Regions from separate parts of the Mus musculus genome. Here region 1 is linked to region 2. The links are chromatin contacts, called in public HiChIP or PLAC-seq maps. All regions are on one chromosome and are shown on one strand. The core of a region is the stretch at or near the end of the contact, and the rest is flanking DNA. Distances in the headings are between cores, read along the strand shown.

Region 1 (3,850 bases), core at 949-3,448, 200 kb before region 2:
CACTGGAACCCTGGTGCTAGAGCAGAGACTCTCAGGATAACGACTCATCTTTCAGTTCTAATGACATGGACCCATGGCTGTATCTACATACGCAGATTTCCTTGTCCTTTTTTGGAGATGGAAACTCTGTCGTGGGGGCAGATGCAGAGAAATTGAGAATTTTTCTCTCTCCACAGTTCAGGATAAGAATATTTAATTCATTTCCCCATGTCTCTGTATATACACTATGTTTTTGCTCTTAATGCAAGTAAGTATTCTGACCCAGAGGCAGACCTCATGACCAGGGTTCTCATCATGCTGACAGAAGTCTCAAAGTGGTAGAGCCAGTTACCCAGGACTAAAACCTCCATAACCATTAGCTAAGCTGTGGCCTTGTGTGATTTGCTCAGTGGTGGAAAAGCCGCTGGCATCTACCAACAGCACCTGGCATTCTGTAGGAGACATTTAAACCCCAGCTGCTGTGGGATGTAACAGGTCAAACTTACAGGGATGTTGGTCAGAGGGCACACTAGCTCATGTATAAAACCTAGTGAGGACAGTTTGGTTACCTACCATACATCACAGTGACAGTTTTACCTTGCCTTCCTGTTGCTATGGTAAAATAGCATGGACCAAAGCAACTCAGGGGCAGGGATGGCTTATTTGGCTTACGGGCTGAAGACCTAAGAGGAGCACTACCTACTGGCTCATGCCCTCTGGCTTGCTTACACATCCTAGAGATGGTGCCGCCCACAGTGGGCTGGGTTCTCCTCCACCAATGAGCAATACCCACCACAGACATTCTCACAGACCAGGACACAATTCCTCGATTGAGATCCCTTCTTCCCGAGTGTGTTGGGTTGACAACCAAAATTGTCACAGTGACAAGGACAGTTCACATGAAGTGTGAAGAGCAGATTCTAAAGGTTGCACCCAGGAGTGATTACAGTGGTCGTGTGGCTGTGGCTGTGGCTGTGGCTGTGGCTGTGGCTGTGGAAATCGGCACCTGGTATGTGTGTGTGTGTGTGTGTGTGTGTGTGTGTGTGTGTGAATTGGAACACTGCATACACATCAAGGCACATTAGCATTTTAAATTGTCTGTCCCAAGTTATGTTTTACGTTTTATTACACGGGGAGACAGCTCTTTAGCCAATCTTTGGGGAGGAAAAAAAAGTGTATTGGTGTGCTTTCAAGTGTGGGCAAGCAGGTATTCCAGGGAGCTGGTGGGCTAGAGCAGGCAGAAGCCAGAAGTAGGAACTAGAGGATTGGGCGGTTTGGTTTGTTTGCAATGTAGCTAGTGCAGGGAGGGGGGATCTTGAGGACATAGAGGGAGCCTGTGTGTGCTTGGGTTTCTGCACAGAGGAAAACTGTGAGACGGGTAGGAGGCCAGATACCGGGACAGAAAGTCTAGCTTAGCAGGAAGGTCTGAGCCTGGGATGACAGTATAGGGGTGGGAGGGGACCCAGAGGGGCCTTGCAGGGTAGAATGTGGCACTGGAGGGACCTATCTGTAAGAGACAGTCAGTGTGAATAAGTGGGTCTGAGTGGGTCTGTATGCGTGGCATGACAGGCTGGGCCTTTGAGAGGAAGCCCACAGGCACCAGAAGACAGAGCAGAATGAATGTGGGTTCTTTGCGAGAGAAAGCTCAAAAGTAACCTGAATTGGTTTGAGATGTTAAACCCTGACCCGGGTCAGTGAGCATGAGTTTGAGTGGTCAGAATTCATCGCTCCAGTGTATACGTGTTGACAGGAAACAGAAAAGACTCAAGAGTACACTCATCTAGAGACCACAAACATCTCAGTGTAGATGAGCCTGGGAGGGTCCTTGCATCCACGGGGGACCCAAGGGATTGAAAGGCAAGGCCTAGATTTGAGATACATCTCTCATCCTAATGGCGGGTCTGCTTTTTCAGGTGGTTCCTTGTAGAGCCCACAAACTAGACTACTAAGGACATTCCCCAGGCCAGTGACACTGCCCATGTTAGGAGGCCAGGTCTGCGTGGGTACCAAGTCTGCCAAGGCCCCGCCCACCCCCTCGTCCTGGGCGGCGATTGGCAGAAATGCCCTTCCAGTTGCTAGGACACTATTCCAGCTCTTGGCTCCTCCCACGCTTCTTTTGCAGCCGTTTTCCGCCACTCTTTCAGGCGGAGAGCCAAGTGGGGCGGGCAGTGTCTCCATGACGACGCGGGACGCGCGTGGGGGTGGCTGGTAACTGCTTGATAGAGACGTTGCTCCTGAGATCCTGTCTGAAACCAGATCATGTCGGACCTGGGCTCTGAGGAGTTAGAGGAGGAGGGAGAGAACGACCTTGGGGTGAGAGCTCTTGACCAGGGAGGGACTTCTGGAGTACGTCGCAGCTCCGGAGCGGGAGGCGTGGGGACCGAAGGGCCGAAAGGCCGGGGACAGAACCACGCCGGCCACACTGGCGGCGCTGAGTCCAGGAAGTCGCTTGAAAGGTGAAACGCCGTGACGTCTAGTTTCCACCCTCCTTCCCCGCTCCCATCCCGCCTCCCATTAAAGGCGAAGATTTCTAGGCAGAGGGTATGAGTTAAAGGGATAGAGAAGGTTGCCTCCTGACAACTCACCACTGTGCTGAGGTGGCCCGGGCTCTCAAGGTTTCACCATGTAGGTCTTGAATCAGTGTCTCTGAACCATCCCAAGTCATCGGGATCACTTCCCTAGTGTAGACAACAGAGGGAAGGCAAAGGACCCATAGCCAGGATGTGCTCTCATGGTGAGTGCATTGTGGGCCGGCTGTTTATCCTTAAATCCGAGAATGACCACGCCCTGGCTGACAAAGTGGGGACTAGGCCTGCTGTGTGTGAGCAAACGGGAGTTTGAGCATCAACTGAAGAGCCCAGCCCTATGCTCTGTAATGCAGTGTTGGTACCTGCTCAGACCTCTTTGCAGGCTTCCCTACTTAACTTCTTCATCCATGAGCAGGAGCAGCTTGGTCAGTGGGAAGATGCAGGAGTGCTTTGGAGTCCCTTGCTCCCAACACCAAGGAGCTAGTGCAAAAAAACAGGACTCTCTCAAGTGTGAAATCTAGACCTCATGGTCTCCGTGCTGGAGGCTGGTATTGCACCTGAAGTTTGCAACATGCGCCCTGGCTTAGCTGCCTCCTTTCCAATCTGACAGACCTGGTTTCTTAGGGTTCTCCTTCCATGGGGAAGATGGCTCTGTCAAGTAAAGTGCTTGCTGAGCCACATGGACCTGAGTTCAGATACCACTATCATGTAAAGAGCTAGCACAGGAGGATCCCTGGAGCTGGCTGGCCAGCCTACCTGAACGGGGGGGGGGGGGGGGGTGTCCAGCTTTCAGTGAGAGACCGGTTTCAAAATATAAGGTGGAGAGATTCGAGGAAGACATTGCATGTCAATCTCTGGTTTCTAGAGATGAGCATGAACGTTCACATGAGCAAACACCTACATGGTCATGGATATACCCACCTTACTGCACATCACACACACACACACACACACACACCACACATACACACACATACCCCATACCACACACACCACACACACACACACACCACACATACACACACATACCCCATACCACACACACACACCACACATACACACCATACCACACACCTCACACACACACAAACCACACCATACACCATCCACACACACTCTCTCATGAGAGACACAGAGGTCATTAATCTACCCTCTGCTTCTGCTCATACATATCTGATTTACACACAGTCTCGTCTTCCATCGGGGTTTCCGGTTTGTTCCCCGCCCGCTCCTACTGATTTGTAACATGTTTAAGCCTGTAGTCAAGACACCAAACCACCTTTAGGTGAACTTAAAGAATGTCTCTGTTAGTCACCCATACAGCTCAGTCAGTGTTAGGCATA
Region 2 (4,076 bases), core at 544-3,043:
GAAAGGTTGAAAAGAGAGCCTTACTCTATGTAGCCACATCGGAAAGGACAAACAGAGTTCCAGAGAGCCCCCAAGTCCACCTTTGGGGTGCTGACATGAGGCTCAAGTTTAAGTAGAGGGAAGGGTATCTATTAACTAAGTAGTCACAGTCAAATGTCTGCCCATCAAGACCCTTTATTGTCTGGGCTCTGGGCTCCTCTGCAAGGAGGTCTAACAAGTTGTCAGAGCCTGTGACCTCCAGTCCTGGGGGACAAGTTCCTCCTTGGCTTTTTCCTTCTCCCAGGCTGAGATTCCTGGGGAAATTCCAATGTCTTGCAGACTATTATTAAAGTCAGATGGCCAGTACTAGTCTCTCCAGGAAGCTCCTCAGACTACTCAGAATCCTGTGTAGCTCGAGGCTCCAAGCACCAACATCTCCATCCGGCCCTCACAAGATGGAGCTGAGGACACTTCCACAAAAGGGACCGGTGGTAATCACAAATGCACACTTCCTTCTTTTGACAGAGGTTTCTGCCCACTGCCCCCACAAACCCCCCAGGAAACAGAAGAGGTTTCTTAGTGTCAGGTGTCACTGTTACTTCCCACCACCCATCTCTAGCTTGCTTCTATCGTCTCTCTTGCAAAAAAGTGTTAACTCTACAATCACAAAATGAGGTGGAGAATCAAGCAGGAATAAAAAGAAAACAAAACAAACAAACAAACAAAAAAAAAAAACCCTGCAAGCCAGAGAAGTTACCAGCCCCAAGGGGTCTCCTTGCATTGGGCAGGAGCCCCAAAGGTTGAGCAGACCATATGTATGATAGTGCTTAGCACTTCACAGAGTGCCTAAATTAAGCTCAAAGGAGTCATCAGGCCAGCGTCTCAAGAAGGCCCTGGTCCCCAGGGAGGGCATGACAGGACACCTCCTGTTCCGTCCTGTCCTGGGCCTTCCAGTTACCTAAATGAGAGAAAACGAGCTTTTCTTACATCTGTGAGCTCACAGACTTAGCCAGAGATGCTACAAAATGCTCTCCTGGAGTTCAGCTATTATTGTGCAATCTCAGCGGTCCCCAGGATGAAGTGACTCAGTTGGGGCAGGAAAGCCCTCCGGATTCCAGCTGGCTTAGTGGATCCACAGACCCAGTCTTAAAGGAAAAATTCCAGGGTTTGGGAACCCGGCCTGGTCTTTTTCTAGAACTGGTCATAGAGAGAAGGTCTGCCTCTTATGTCTTCCGAAGATCTGAACAGGAAGCAAATAAGATCATTTCCAAGGAGTCACAGACCAGCAGTGTTTCTTGGAAAAGGGTGTGACCTAGGGCTATGAGCTCTTTGACTTTAAACAGCAGTATAGAAGCACCACCCACCCACCCACCCGCACTCGATTAGCACACACACACACAAACACACAAGTCCTATCAAAACTTCAAGGTCATAGCTAGCACACGGAGAAGGCTTCGGCATTCTGGTATCTGCTATGTTACTCCCACTCAGCCACATTCCTCAATTAAGCTTAAATAGGAAACAACCATGTGCATCAATATATTCATCCAGTAATATGTCCTGCTTCATCTGCTTCAGAGTCTTCCTGTTGGAGAAGCTCTCAATTCTGGGTGCCTTTTGGACCTGGAGCGGAGAATGTGACCCGGGGCTTTGCTCTTTATAGGAAGGTGCAGCATCGGGACCTCTTGAGCCCCCTAGAGCAGCAACATCCTCTTAGCAACAGTGCCCGGCGCGCGCGGCCAATCGCGCAGCTCCCCGCTGCCGCCAGCTGGAGGTTACTAGCGAGCATTGACCGATAGTAACCCCGGCGCGGGCGGCAGTGACAGACAGGTACACATTGCGCCTGCGCAACGGCGCACACCTGCCCCGCCCGCACCTGCACACTGGAGGAGGCCGCTCCTTGCTGCATCCCCTTCCAGTCACTGAGAATTCCTAAGAACTCCTGCAGGCAGCCTCTACCGAGCCAGCAGCCAGGGTTACTTGTGAGCAATGGAGCCGGTGTGTCCCAGCAGCCTGTAGGATGCTCACAGAACCACAGAAGGAGGGGAGGGATGCTCTAATTAATAAAAACCCGTTATGGGGCTGTAACTTGGCCAGAGCCTTCAATACCAGGCCATGTAGATGACAGTTGGCTGGAATGAACTATTCTCTCATTCATATTTATGTGTTCTCTGTGTGTGTGTGTGTGTGTGTGTGTGTGTTACTCCATCTTGGAGAATGAGCATAGGTCTTAATGTGCCCAGCAGGCAGTACACAGTTCTGGACTCCAGGTAGAGGTCAAACCTGCCTCCCTCCCCACCTCCACTGACAGTAGGCAAAAAGGTCTTTGTGTGGTACCCACAGTGTCTGTCTCCTGAGCAAGAACTTAACACCGCCCGCCCGCTGGTCTAGGCCTCCTGAAACATTTGGAGGCAGAGAATTGAAGCCCTGGGGTAATGAGACAATGTGGGAAAGGAAACAGCAAACATTAGCTATTTGTAATTGAAAATAAGCATGACTCCCTCCAAAGTGGGAGAAGAGGCATAAGACTGAGACCTCCCACAATCCATGCTGGGATGCCTGGCCCAGGGGCTTCTAGGCCAAGCCACCAGTTGCCACATGACAGATACAGAGCAGAAGATTCATGCTGCTTCTCGACTGGACTCTACCCTTACCAGTAGCAGAGAACCTTCTGGAAGGTACGCCTGCCTCTGCCCTGTGACCCACAAGTGTCACCGTGTCATGCAATCTCCAAGCAAACCTGGGCCCTCATCTCTCTAGCAGCCCAGTCACCTATAAAGGCTGCTCACCCTGATAAACTGGATTGCTGTTTGTCCCTGGTCAGTCTCTTATTCTGTGCGGTTCGTGGGCCCACTTCGAGACTAAGATCGCTTGTTCCACAGAGTTCCAGAAGCAGGAGCTGGACCAACTCAGGAAACTTATCCAAACACTGATTTTCTTAGCTCAGAGGCATTTTCTAAGAACGGATCTTGTGTGTGTGTGAGCACACTCGTGCTGTCCTGGGAGTCTCGGTTCCTAGTGACTGTGGTAATCAAACAGACTGACTTGTGGGAAGGGATAGTGCAGATGGTTGGCCCCCAACATGTGGGAGTTCAGACTAGGGCAAGCCCAAGGCTCCTGTTGGCGCCGAGATCTAGATTCTAAATATAGGTCTCAGCTGGACCTAATCACAGCCTTGATAGGCCTCCTGGCATATCTGACTTTTCACACTGAATGCCATTTGTCCCACTGCACAGAGAGGTATCTAACAACATACAGCTGGCTCAGAGGATAGTGAAACTATGGCGTTGGGTCATGTGGAACCAGCAGCCCCATCAGCCAGCCTTGGAAAAGCCCTTTTACACATTTTATCACAGGAGCAAAGCGCCGGCATCAGACATATTGGATTTGAAGGTAGCATTTCCTAGGCACAACAGGGACTTTTTTTTTTCAGCATTTGTCTCATAAAGAATGTTCCTTGTGACCATCACCTCGACCATATGTGGTGTAGTCTTAACTATTTAATCTGGCCCTTGCGGTTACCTCTTTTCCTTAAAAGAAGCCAATCTGTTGCTGCCAGAACTCAATGGGAGCAGGTGTACGGTTACTAACCACTATTTTCCTGCCAGTCTACAAACAAAAGGAACGGTTTTATGTTCAGCAAACTGTCAGCTGTCGTTATTCCTTGAAGCAGGAGAGTGGGCTTTGGTTTAAAAGGCCTTTCGTCTCAGAAGGTGGAGGTTTCTGGAAGCAAGCCCACTGCTGAGGTGCTAAACGCAAGCAGGCAGGCACCCAGGACACGGGGCAAGCATGGCAAGAATGTCCTTAGGAAATTAAACAGTGACAAGGACACCCGATGGGCAGCGGAGTACAGGCCCGCAAAGCCATCCTGCAGAGGCCAGATGGCTCAAGAACGGGGGGAACTTTGGGAAAGTGACAAGGTCACATAGCCAGATAAAGAAACTGCCAGACAGAGTGTTCAGAAAAACAAGAACCCAGGGGCAGTGGCATCAGGACATCTATCCTATGTCCAGATGTGCCAGCCTGGACCACATAGTGCATTGGAAACTCATGTCTCTGACTCCAGAGCTCAGTTGGAGATAGCCAGCTTGTCATGT

What was found. HiChIP or PLAC-seq counts read pairs in DNA pulled down with a chosen protein or histone mark.
Region 1: a contact with region 2 is called in an H3K27ac HiChIP or PLAC-seq map of double positive thymocytes, with 2.3 times the contacts expected there. The contact joins the promoter of Rsph1 here to the enhancer-like site in region 2. A contact is called at or near these places in 1 of 39 promoter capture datasets (pre-B cells), 3 of 115 datasets of contacts at active chromatin or transcription factors (double positive thymocytes, embryonic stem cells and trophoblast stem cells) and 1 of 9 other capture datasets (adipose tissue).

The regions. Positions count from the first base shown.
Region 1 is chr17:31,275,644-31,279,493 of GRCm38.p6, reverse strand. Rsph1 (radial spoke head 1 homolog (Chlamydomonas)) reads left to right here and starts at 2,198. Exons shown (of 9, transcript NM_025290.4): 1 at 2,198-2,292. The coding sequence starts at 2,239.
Region 2 is chr17:31,071,193-31,075,268 of GRCm38.p6, reverse strand. All of the region lies in intron 2 of Abcg1 (ATP binding cassette subfamily G member 1), which reads right to left. Among named protein-coding and RNA genes, the nearest start is that of Abcg1, 16 kb to the right of the region's middle. Within about 2 kb of position 1,793, at least 242 of the 459 cell types and tissues checked have an H3K27ac peak or open chromatin away from gene starts, as enhancers often do. A contact at or near this core is called in adipose tissue, double positive thymocytes, embryonic stem cells and 1 more, where this site is marked.